Regions from separate parts of the Danio rerio genome. Here region 1 is linked to region 2. Evidence: chromatin contacts called from public Hi-C data. All regions are on one chromosome and are shown on one strand. Each heading gives the region's core, a stretch centred on a gene start, on an enhancer-like site or on the middle of the called end of the contact. The rest is flanking DNA. Distances are from core to core; before and after follow the strand shown.

Region 1 (6,463 bases), core at 3,915-6,414, 90 kb after region 2:
GGGAGTTGCGCACGACCCGACATACCTGAAGAGCGGGGGGGGTGAGTTGCGCATGACGTACCTGAGGGATGCGGTAGAGAGAGGGGTGTGTAACGTATTTAAGGACCGGGCGGGAGACGAGTGATTTCCGGGAGATTATCATTCATTTGCGGGCATCCGGGAGTGTCTATGCATTTGAGTGATACTCCCGCAACTTCCGGGAGACTTGGGATGTGTGAAGTTGGCGGTTCATTCCACTGTGGCGACCCCAGATTAACAAAGGGACTAAGCAGAATAGAAAATGAATGAATTTTGATTTGTTTCTTGCAAATCAAGAGTGAAGTTTCTTATGGACTAAAACGCTTTTAATTAACACAATTATTCAAATGCAAAAAATCATTAATAGATTTATAAAGTAATTACTGAACACTTGGGAAATATTTGAAAAACAATTAATTTCATGATCGATCAATATCAGTCTAGACCCATATAACAGCCTAGAATACATTATAAAAACTATTTTGAAGTATTTAACTTCAGTGAAGTATCCTAAATATATCTGATGAATATTTGTGCTTCTGGGTGGCATTTGTCCCCATTTCACATGAAAACAAGCACTTTTTCTCTCCTCGAACACATTTAATCAAGCTGGAGTGTGCAAAACTGCAGGATCTGACCTGAGATCAGCACTATTACCCAACATCTGCTAGTGTTTCCTCAGATGGACATGATAATTGTATGATTATGGATTGTGAAATACCCCCCACTGCGAGAAACACATCATCTGACGCTCTCTGTCCCATGCGGAGTCAGTCTGTCTGACGCTTCATTACAAACATGATGGAAAGAAGAATGGAAATGACTGAATCTGATAGAAGAGCTAATAGGAAACAGACTGAAAACAGACGGAGCAGAATGTGAAAGCATGTGCAAATCACAGCCGCGTGAAATTACACAACAACAAGCATCTAAAATCACTTTCTTATTCTAACACACCGATTTTGTTGTTTTCCACTATACAAATGTCTTTCTTAAAGGAGACGACTCTATACAAGATGTAAAATAAGTCTCTGACCAACTATTCCAGCATATGTTTTACACAGCGGATGCCCTTCCAGCTGCAACCCAGTACTGGGAAACACCCATTTACACACACTCATACACTACGGCCAATTTAGTTAATCAATTCCCCTATAGCGCATGTCTTTGGACTGTGGGGGAAACCGGAGCACCCAGAGGAAACTCACGTGAACATGGGGAGAACATGCAAACTCCACACAGAAACGCCAACTGACCCAGCCAGGGCTCAAACCAGCAACCTTCTTGCTGTGAGGCGACAGTGCTAACCACTGAGACACTATGCATTTCCTTAAGAACAAAATTACAGTTGTTATTTTTAGAAATCTTGAGACCATATTTTAAAGTTATGCTTAAAACCAGGACAGTTTAAAATCTATTTTATTCACACTATAACGCAAGATTTTCTAGAGTATATTCGAGTATATTCAATGGCATGCTGTCCCGGGAGAGAGCCCTGAGCTCAGAAGATCCTCGAGCCCGGGGCTCCCTCTCGTTTGAAGGGTGAGATCGGAGTTTGAGCTCAGGTAGATCTTGAGAACTCCCCTGGTTAAAAACGTGTTAAGAATAGATAGCTGACTTAAGGCTGATTTATACTTCTGCGTCAAGCGCACGCATAGCCCTCGCCGTGGCCATCACCGTCGCTGATGCGCACCTCACAAAAAAATGTAACTACACTGAAAAAAATAATTTAAAAATGATTCCTTGGATTTACTAAAAAAATTTAAGTTAAGGGCTTGTAAACAATTTATCTGGGCTGAATTTAAACAAACAAATTATGTTAAACAATACTAAATGTAATTTGTTTGTTTAAATTCAACACAAATAAATTGTTTGCAACAATTTTGCAGACAGCATTTTTTTTCAGTGTACACGTCGCAACTATGAGTAGCGCAAGCTGACGAGTGTGGGCGGGACCGAGAGCCGTGCGAGCCACATGGAGCGACTGTTTACAAGTGTGGAGTCCCGTGAAGGAGTTCAGGATGAAAAGTTCTGTTTTGTGTTTACCTCATGGTCAAAGTTGTTGCACGTCCGCCGATTCCTGCCTCAAAATAAGCAAGTTTGAGCCACTTGTACATTAAAGGAAGCGTTCAGAAAAAACAAAACAGCAGCGAAGAAACTCGACACGGAGGAAAATTAATACCTCACTGCCAACTAGTGTTTCGGAAGTGTTATTGCAGAGCAACAGAAACAGCGCAAAGAAGTATGAATGCACAGCTATGCGCGTTGCATGCACCATGGGTCACACCAATCACTTGACGCATTCACAAGGGGCGTCAGCTTCAATGCTTCCAATTCACTTTGAATGGCTGACGTCAGGCGCTGCAGAACTGCATTGTGGAGCTGTCGGTGCTGCTTCAGTGGCGTTGCTGGCTGCAGAAGTTGGGACTAGCTCAACTTTTCAAGTTGCAATGGAAGCGTCAGCCAATCAGATCGCTGTATGCAAATACACCAGCTCAAACAGTGGCCTATTGCCGACTAATTTCATTGGCTAACGCTGCTATGACGATCGCGTCAGCCCCAACTTCAGACACGCCCTCTGTCAAGCATTGACGCTCAAGCCCCGTGTGAACGGGGTGTAAGAGTTTGTCCATGAGGACACTTTAGAATAGTCAATTTATTGATATTGTATGTGTTTGGACGGTGAGAGGAAACCAGAGAACCTGAGGGAAACCCAAGTGAGCATGGGGAGAACATGCAAACTCCACACAGAACAAAGACTGGCCTGCTAAGGGCTCAAATCATTGGCGTTCTTGTTGCGAGGCTACAGTGCAAACCACTGAGCCACCGTGTAGCCCTATCAGGAGAAGGGGGAGGAGTTGAAGTGGATGGGGGATTCTTCAAGATGAAGATGGCTGAAGTGAAAAAACAAAAGCTGCGTCCCAAATGGCACACTCTACACTATGCACTCATGCACTAAGTACTTATGCACTTACACACTCAACAGGATAGTATATGTATGTAGTGGCGTCCCAAATGGCACACTAATGTTTTTTTACTAACCGGAAATTCAAACCGTTTCCCTGATGACGTTTGACTGTTGCCAAATCAGTGAAATAAACGACCGACTTATCAAATAATACCTGCCATGAGTATAACCGCATTCACCACCGGGAGGCGCTATAATCACTCTTGTAAGAGAATTTTGCTTTCACCATCCAAAATAAATAGTTATCCAACATGTGCGTCCGATAGCTCCGCCCCTTCCGCTACATAAGCAAACCTGCGGTCGTTGAGTGCGTGAAGTGTCCATCATTCCACACTTCATTTTAGCGGCTGAATGAGTGCATCATCCGGGTATTTAAAGTGCACTTATTATTTTTAGAGTTTTCAGTGTGAACACACTACTTACACTATTTATACTACAAAATGGCGTAGAATAGTGCATAAGTATGCGATTTGGGACGCAGCTTATATTCCTCATCTGATTGGTGCGATATGTGTAGTTGATGCAGGACCAGCTGTGATCAATCATAAGCACTTGATCCTCTCGAAAATAGTTTATAATCAAACATCACTATGGGTGCTTTCACACCTGTGAATCGATTCAGTTGTTCAGAAACAGAGATTACAATTGTTACATTGTTGCTCTTTGCTCTTGGACCGGTTCACTTTCACGCTGCAAAGTTTCTAATCGGACCAAAAGAGCTAAAACAAGTCACGTGCGAGTAAACTCTCCTTACATTGGTCAGTGTCAGGGTTTATTTTGCAGTGTCCCGCTCAGCTGTCAGGAGAGGTGGTGGTTTGGTGGTGATTGACAGGGTGCGCGCGCGACGTGTCTGAGGAGAGATGCGGTGGGGAGGGGTGAGAAGGGTGCGTGACGATGCCTATTTGAGGACCGGGAGGGAGACGCGAGATTACCGGGAGATCATCACTTGTATGCGGGCATCTGGAGACTCGCGAAACTTCCCGCCATGCTCATAATTCTCTCTTCATATAGCCGTAAGCCTATTACATATCCATAAAACACTGTGATATAACCGCGCTCGGATCGGATCGCTTTCTCACTTCAATTGATCCGCTCCAGGGTTCGTTTCAATCGAGCCGAGACCACCTCATTCAAGCGATCACTTTGGCGCGGAACAAAGCGCGATTGCCCTGTTCACATATGCCAAACGAACCGCGCTAACTGGGCAAAAAAGATACGTTCCGAAACAAAAGTGTAGGTGTGAAAGCACCCTAAGACAACACATTCAAAAAATGCTGGGTTGTCATAACCCAATGTTGGGTCAAATATGGACCCAACGATGAATTGTTTTTTCATTTAAATTTACATGACACTTTTTAACCCAACAGTTGAATTTGTCCATATTTGACCCAACATTGGGTATTGACAACCCAGCATTTTTCAAGAGTGCATATGTCAGAGAAACTGTCCATCCTTCGGTGTGTGTGTCTGAGTGTGAATGAGGTTTCCTCGCGCATCAGAGCTTGTGTGTGTCAGTCAGGACGACACCATAAAACATCTGCTGTGGGTGTTTGAGACAGCAGTTCAACAGCGCTCAGAAGATAAACAATAGACACACACACACACACACACACACACACACACACACACACACACACACACACACACACATTCAGTCATATTTTACTACTGCTGGCCATCCTGAGACTCAAGAAGACAAGAGAGAGACAGCAGAGAGATTCCTTTCCATGTTTCTAACAAAAGAGGCATTGTAGCCGCACATAAAGAGAGGAGGAATCTCTCATCAGTGTGTGTTTCTGTGTGTGTGTGTGTGTCAGACAGACAGACAGACAGGAGACGAGACGCTGCATCTTTCATCCAGAAGAAAAGACAGAAGTCCAGCAATCCTTCATTCTGACAGTGAGAATCTGAGCAGTGCTGCACTGTATTGTTCCTGCTGAGCAGAGATGAGGGTCACCGGAAGAGCACGGGCCACAGCAACACCCTAACAACCATACAAACACACATTCACAAGAACATTTCAAATATAGCTGTAAAGCTGCGGTGTGTTTGACTCTTTTGTACCATAATATGATGGCAGATATTTCAGAAACATGTCAAATGCACATACCTGTGCTGGGTTATCTGGAAATGTTCTGCTTTGAGAACGTGTGCTTCATGTCAGAATGTCTGTCTTTGTTTTGATCTCAGTAACTCCGCCCACTGCCACTTCAACCAGTTATATTTGAGTACTCTGGGTTGCCTTGTTGTAAAGCACAGCAGATTTCATTTTAGTCTTGCAGTTTCTTGAGGGACAGAAACTGACCCTGAAATGAGACGCAGATTCAGTTATAAAAATACACATGAGGTGTTTTTGGAAAAAAAACATCCAATATTTTGAATTTGGACTGGGATACCCAGTCTAAAATGAGGGAAAAAATGTAGCGCGGTGCATGATTTTCCCCTTTGGGAACTAGTGAATTGTTGGAAGAGGAGCGGTGCTAACACTATAAAGGAAGATTTGAATGTCAGATTGTACAGTTGTGGAGAATTAATGTCCACTGGAATCACCGTCGGCGCCCTCTGGTGCAGAATATTTCAGATGATGAGAGAGAGAAACACTAAATTACTGTTAGTCCCACCCTAAAAGAAAGACCTATACCCCCCCTCCCCCCCTAAAGGACTGTTAGTCTCACCCTAAAAGAAAGACCCAATGGACAGATAGTCCCACCCCCCCAAAAAAAGACCAATAGCCCCGGCCTAATGAACAGATAGTCTCACCCTAAATACTGCTAATCTGGCTCTAAAAGATAGCCCTGCTCTAAAGGACTGTTAGTCTTGCTCTAAATGAAAGACCAATAGCCCCGCCCTAATTGGACAGATAATCCCACTCTAAAAAACTGTTAGTGCCAATTGTTGGAAGAGGAGCGGTGCTAACACTATAAAGGAAGATTTAAATGTCAGATTGTACAGTTGTGGAGAATTAATGTCCACTGGAATCACCGTCGGCGCCCTCTGGTGCAGAATATTTCAGATGATGAGAGTGAGAAACACTAAACACTAAAGTATAGTTAGTCCCGCCCTAAAAGAAAGACCAATAGCCCCACCCTAATGGACTGACACCCTGAAAGAAAGACCCAATGGACATATAGTCCCACCCCAAAAAAAAGACCAATAGCCCTGGCCTAATGAACAGATAGTCTCACCCTAAAGGACTGCTAATCCGGCTCTAAAAGATAGCCCTGCCCTAAAGGACTGTTAGTCTCGCTCTAAATGAAAGACCAATAGCCCCGCCCTAATTGGACAGATACTCCCACTCTAAAAAAACTGTCAGTGCCACTCTAAATGAAAGACCTATAGCCCCGCCCTTATGGACAGATAGCCCCGCCCTAGAGACTGGTAGTCCCGCCCTAAAAGACCAATAGCCCTGGCCTAATGGACATAGTCCCGCCCTAAAGGACTGTTAGTCCCGCTCCAAATTAAAGAAAACAGCCCCGC
Region 2 (6,260 bases), core at 1,909-4,408:
CAGTGACCTTCTTGCTGTGAGTTTAAACATTTAAACCTAATTTATACTAATTAAATATACTATTGAAATGATAATTATTATCATAATTAGCAGTAGTAATTAGTGCAATAATAATTTATTTCATTGTTTATAAATGATGAAAGACGGTTCTTTCAGCTGACAAAATAAGTAAACCAGCTAAAAACAGCCATTTAAAGAAGGGAACTTTCAAATTAAATAGTTTTATTCAAGTTTAAACTTACAGAATAAGCACAGATGCATACATTTTAAGCAAATAAATGGTTTTAAAATTGTCATCATTTCCTCATCCTCCTCTTGTTCCAGACCGGTTTGGGATTATTTCTTCTGTTGAACACAAAGGAAGATATCCTGAAGAATGCTGGAATAAACAGCCATTGACATCTACAGTATTTTTGTTCCTACTATGGATGTCAAAGGCTGCTTTCTCCCCAACATTCTTCAGAATATCTTCCTTTGTGTTCAGCAGAAGTTAGAAACTCATAAAACGTTTAGAACTTTTACTTTAGTGCGAGTAAATGATCAGGAAATGTGAATTCGGGGTGAACTGACCCTAAGTGACTAAATGTAAATGTTACAATAAATTGCTTTGTCATTTTTTGAATGTCTGATGATTTTAGGCTACAGACGGCGCTTGCGGAGAGCAAACAGCAAGAAGACAAATATCAGGCCAGTCACCCAAACCTCAGGAAACTGGAAACATCTGGTAAACACACACCACCAACAACAACAACACACACACACTTTCTTCCCTTAAGAGCAAGTATCAGCTAGTGATAGGATTCAGTCTCTTAAAAATGCTGAGTGGTATTTTAGGCCAAATAAAACAAACTCAACATTTGGTGAAATATAAAATATTATTTCATTTAAATTGCACAGCAGATGGATTCGCTCATATTTGACCCAGTGTTTTTTTTTTCTTTTTTCAAAGCACATGAATTGACGTCTGCTGTTCAGAATAGTATAAATGCAGAGAAAACTACACGAGAACAATTTACAAACACCGATTAATTTTTTTTTTTATCAGTGCATTGCATGCTACATATTGATGGTGTGCAGTGAGGGGTGTGTCAAGTGTTCCTCACAGTGTTCCTCATTTATGTTTTCTTAAATCTTACACAGTCACATGTCTTAAAAACGCATCCAAATGAAAATCTTTCAGTCCATGTTTAGGGTTAAACTTTGCATTGAGCCCAGGGCTGGATTAACCTATGGGCCTTATGGGCACAGGCCAAGGGGCCCGTGCGCACTAGGGGCCACTGCGAGGGGGGAGAAAAAAAGACAATTTCGGAGTGTCTTTTTTGGCTAATTGCAAATAGCGCATCTAGTTGGACCAAGCTATTCAGGGTTTACGCTTATCGATGCCTGATTGATAGAGACAAGTTGAGTAAAGAGCTATAAAATGACACAGCCGCAGTGGCTCACCTTGTAAGGCGCACAGCCTCATCTTTTGACGCGATTAATCATAATATCGGTTCGAATCCACCATCAGCTGAACTCCTGCTACTTTTTTTTTTTCTCCCCATTACATATCAGATTGGAAATATATTTATTTTTAACAGGAAAGAAACATTTTTTTTAAATAATGCAAATGTGATAAAGTCACAAGTGTCTCATGGGTATTTAATAATGTGTAGCCTTATTATAGGCGCCTGCCGCGTCTTCCTCTCTTCAAAAACTATATTGCTCAGACAACTGTATTTCCTCTGAGCAAAAAAATATTAATATTATTATTATATTTAAATTGCCTTTCTTTCTTTAACTAAACAGAATGCTGTAATTGGTCAAGCGCGGAAACGTCAGTTTTGTAATAACCCGCACTAAACTGAGCGGACTGTAGTGTAACGTTATATCTGTCATAGATCAAAAATGAGTGGACAAGTGGATTTAGCAAACGCGACAGAAAGAGGAGAGGAGGCATCTTTATTGAGGCATTTTCCATACACACCTTCTTTAAACAGACCCGTGATCAGGAGAATGAGGGTACAGAAGAAGACGTTATGGTAACTTTAAATGATGAGTAGCTAGCATTAACCAGGCGAAGGAGGCTAACGGCAGCGCAGCGCGGACTGGATTCATCGTGTGAGAGACAGACAGAAAAGGAGAGAGAGAGAGAGAGAGAGAGAGAGAGAGAGAGAGAGAGAGGCCCAGAAGAGGAGAGAGACGGGAGAGAAGAGGTATAGTGTGTGTGATTTTGGATACTTTTAGGTTTATAATCAAGTCTTCATCACGAGAAGAGTAGAGAAAATGCAGGGAGAGGAGGAGAGAGACAGTAAACCAGTGTTTGTATTATGAAAGACTCAGATTCATAGAACTCAGATTCATAGAACTGGATTGGAGAAGCATTGTGTGTTATATGTCATGGCAATAATATGCTTTATAAGTTTGTAAAAGCAATACATTAAAATACCCTTAAAAAAAAAAAAAAAAAAAAAAATATATATATATATATATATATATATATATATATATATATATATAATGTATATGTATGTATATATATGTGTATATATATATATATGTGTGTGTATATATATGTATATATATGTATATATGTGTGTGTGTGTGTGTGTATATATATATATATAGTTTTATTAGTATTTTTATTTAATGCTTTGAAAAATCATTTAAATCTTTGTAGACTATAAATGCATATGTACTATATGTCATTTATTTAAATATGTGGGCAACAAATTATAGATTCATTTCATTTAAAAATTATTATATTATTCTTATTTTTTTAATTCAACTATAGGGGTGCGGCCAGGTAGGGGGCCTTACAAGATAATGTGCCCAGGGGCCCCTGAGTTCTTAATCCGGGCCTGGTTGAACCCAATTATCATGTTCTGAACTGTGGTGATGATCAACTATAATTCCAGCGTGACATTGCTGATCTTGCGATGTGACTATTGCAGATTTACACCCTGCAACATCAATGCTGTAACCATATATTGTGCAAAGCTGATTTATAAATCTCAGTTTCCCAAAAAGTGATTACCCCATGACTGGTTTTGTGCTCATCAATGTTTGTTTAAACAGGATTCGGAGCTTCTGCTGCTCTTGATAACGGCTCGTCTGATCAGAACGGATTTCCCAAAAACAAACAGCTGCGAGCCGCTCACCAGCAGCTGGACAGAAACCTGGGTGAGAAACACAAGAGCAGCTTCTCTCATACCTCCATCCAAGGAGTCCGGATGTGACAGTGTGTGTTTGTGTCCTCCAGATGAGATGTCTCTGGGTCTGGGCCGGCTGAAGAATCTGGGTCTGGGCCTGCAGACGGAGATCGATGAGCAGGACATTTCTCTGGACGCTCTGCTTAATAAAGCCGACACCATGGACGGGAAGATCAGCTCCACCAACCGGCAGCTCAAAAGCCTTAAATAGACTCAGGGGGTGATGTCACTTCCTGGAGGCGTGGCCAAGGTGATCATAATTGAAAACATGTGCGCTCGTAAAACATTTCTCAAGTTCTCTCCAAGATAAGGAGGAGTGTGTTGGACAGAGAAAATTAAAACAAAACAAGAGACTTAAGGAAGAACACATGATGGTGTGAGAAAAAAACATTATAGTAACAATGATGATAAATTGTTGTCTTTTTTTTATGCAAATATTGATTATTGAAGGAACAGTTCACCCAAAACAAAGCATTCACTCACTATTTACTCTCCCTCAAGCGTTTCAAAACCTTTACGAGTTTTTTTCTTCCATTGAACACTAAAGAAGATGTTTTGAAGAATGCTGAAAACCGGTAACCATTGACTTCCATAGTAGTAAAAACAAATGCTATGGAAGTCAATGGTTACCGTTTTCTTAGCATTCTTTAAAATATCTAATTTGAAAAGAATGAAAATCATAAAGGTTTGAAACGAGTAAAGGGAAAGTAAATGATGACCGAATTTTTATTTTTGGGTGAACTGTCCCTTTAAGAGAATATATGGTTGTTTCTACTGGAAAGCAAGACAAAAAATGAGTGGGAGATTAGAAAATCATTACTCACTAATTTACTCAAATTGTAAATATACTGGTTTAGGGTTACACTGTTTATAAGCTTTGAGTTAAAAATGTTCCCTGTAAAAAAAATTAAAGCAAAGTTTGTCAGACATGCACACCACAATCACTGCAATCCTTAAAGGGACAGTTCACCCCAAAATAAAATTCTGTCGTCATTTACTGGTGTCTTTCTTCTGGTCAACACAAAAGAAGATACACTGAAGAATGCTGAAGAAAACAGCCATTGGCTTCCATAGTATGGATGTTAATGTCTGTTTTTCCTCCCCAACATTCTTCACAATATCTTCTTTTGTGTTCAGCAGAAGAAAGAAATTATTAAGCGTTTGGAACTTGCGTGTGAGTGTTTATGCTATGTTTTTTTCTGCTAGTATGGTCCTGGTAATTTTCACATTCAATCCATCTCAGCATTGCACTGTGCCATTGTATTTCCCCCTGTGCTCAGATTTTATGTTTGTTAAAGTTATAGTTCACCCTGAAATTTAATTTTACTGACCCTCAAGTGTTTCCAAACCTTTGAATTCCTTTCTTCTGTTGAACACTAAAAGAAGATATTTTGAGTAATGCTGAAAACCGGTAACCATTGACTTCCATAGAAATCAAAACGGATACTATGGAAGTCAATGGTTACCAGTTTTCAGCATTCTTCAAAATATATTTTTTAATGTTTATCAAAAGAATGAAAATCATAAAGTTTTAAAACAAGGGTGAGTAAATGATGACCGAATTTTAATTTTTGTGTGAACTGTCCCTTTAAGAGAGTACACGGTTATTTCTACTGGAAAGCGAGACAGAAATACAGAGTGGGAAATTGAGTTTTGCCTTTATTAGTCATAGTACGTTACTCGAATTTTAAATAAGCTGGTTTAGGGATGAACTGTTTATAAGCTTTGAGTTAAACATGCTACCTGTAGAAAACTAAAATACAGTGTGTCAGACATGCACACCACAATCACTGCACTCCTTAAAGAGACAGTTCACTCCAAAATAAAATTGTCATCATTTACTGGTGTCTTTCTTCTGTTAAACACAAAGGAAGAAACACTGACGAATGCTGAAAAGATAACAGCCATTGGCTTCCATAGTATTGTTTAGATTCTACTATGGATGTTAATGTCTGTTTTCCCTCCTCAACATTCTTCACAATATCTTCTTTTGTGTTCAACAGAAGGTAACTGAGCAAAATTGGGTTTAATGTTATATATAAATGTGAAATCTGCATTCATCAGACATTTTTATAAGTGTTTCTGCTCATTTTTCTGCTCATTATGTGCTATTACGGTCCTGGTTATCAGATCACGAGAGAAAGATATTGCTTTGCCTTAATTTTCACATTTAATCCATCTCAGCATTGCACTGTGCCGTTACTGAATACTGAAGAATTGATTTTTTTTTTATCTGACTATAGATGTCAACATTTGTTTTTCCACCTCAACATTCTTCAGAATATCTTCTTTTGTGTTCAACAGAAGACATTGATAAAGGTTTTGAACCAGTAAATGAAATGTATATTTTTGGGTGAACTGCCCCTTTAACTGTGCAAAATTGGGTTTAAAAATGTATTTAAAATGTGAAATCTGCATTCATCACACATATTTATAATTCTTTATGCTCATTTTTCATGTTTTTTCTGCTAGTACAGTCTTGGTTATCAGATTAAGAGTGACAAAGATATTGCTTTGCCTGAAGTTTTACATTTAATCCATCTCAGCATTGCACTGTGCCGTTGCATTTCACCATGTGCTCAGATTTAATGCTTGTTAAAGTTATAGTTCACCCTAAAATTTAACTTTATTGACCATCAAGTGTTTCCAAACCTCAGAGTTTTTTTCTTCTGTTAAACACTAAAGAAGATATTTTGAAGAATGCTGAAAACCGGTAACCTAATTTACTCTAATTAAGCTGGTTTAGGCATCAATTGTTTATAAGCTTTGAGTTAAAAATGTTCCTTGTAAAAAATCTGACATGTGCACACCACACTTTTACCACTTTACAATCACTGCACTGCTAAATGGACAGTTCACCCAAAAATATAATTCTGTCTTCATTTACTAGTGTGTTTCTTCTGTTGAACACTAAAGAGGATATTTTGAAAAATGCAGAAAACTATTATCCATTGACTATCTTTTTTAAAACAGGTTTGAAACCAGTAAAGAGTGAGTAAATGATGACAGAATGTCTGTCTTCGGGTGAACTGTCCCTTTAAGAATGAATGATTATGTAAGACAGAAATA

Evidence for each region. Hi-C and Micro-C count contacts between places; a contact is called where the count stands out from the background.
Region 1: a Hi-C map of an unstated tissue shows a contact between it and region 2, with 3 times the contacts expected there. The contact joins two enhancer-like sites. A contact is called at or near these places in 2 of 18 Hi-C or Micro-C datasets (caudal fin and an unstated tissue) and 1 of 4 datasets of contacts at active chromatin or transcription factors (caudal fin).

The regions. Positions count from the first base shown.
Region 1 is chr8:3,156,472-3,162,934 of GRCz12tu, forward strand. No RefSeq gene overlaps it. Among named protein-coding and RNA genes, the nearest start is that of si:dkey-178e17.3, 5.3 kb to the left of the region's middle. Within about 2 kb of position 5,165, at least 10 of the 62 cell types and tissues checked have an H3K27ac peak or open chromatin away from gene starts, as enhancers often do.
Region 2 is chr8:3,068,108-3,074,367 of GRCz12tu, forward strand. snap29 (synaptosome associated protein 29) reads left to right here. Exons shown (of 6, transcript NM_001256256.1): 4 at 639-724; 5 at 3,058-3,162; 6 at 3,242-3,603. The coding sequence ends at 3,402. Among named protein-coding and RNA genes, the nearest start is that of snap29, 12 kb to the left of the region's middle. Within about 2 kb of position 3,159, at least 3 of the 62 cell types and tissues checked have an H3K27ac peak or open chromatin away from gene starts, as enhancers often do.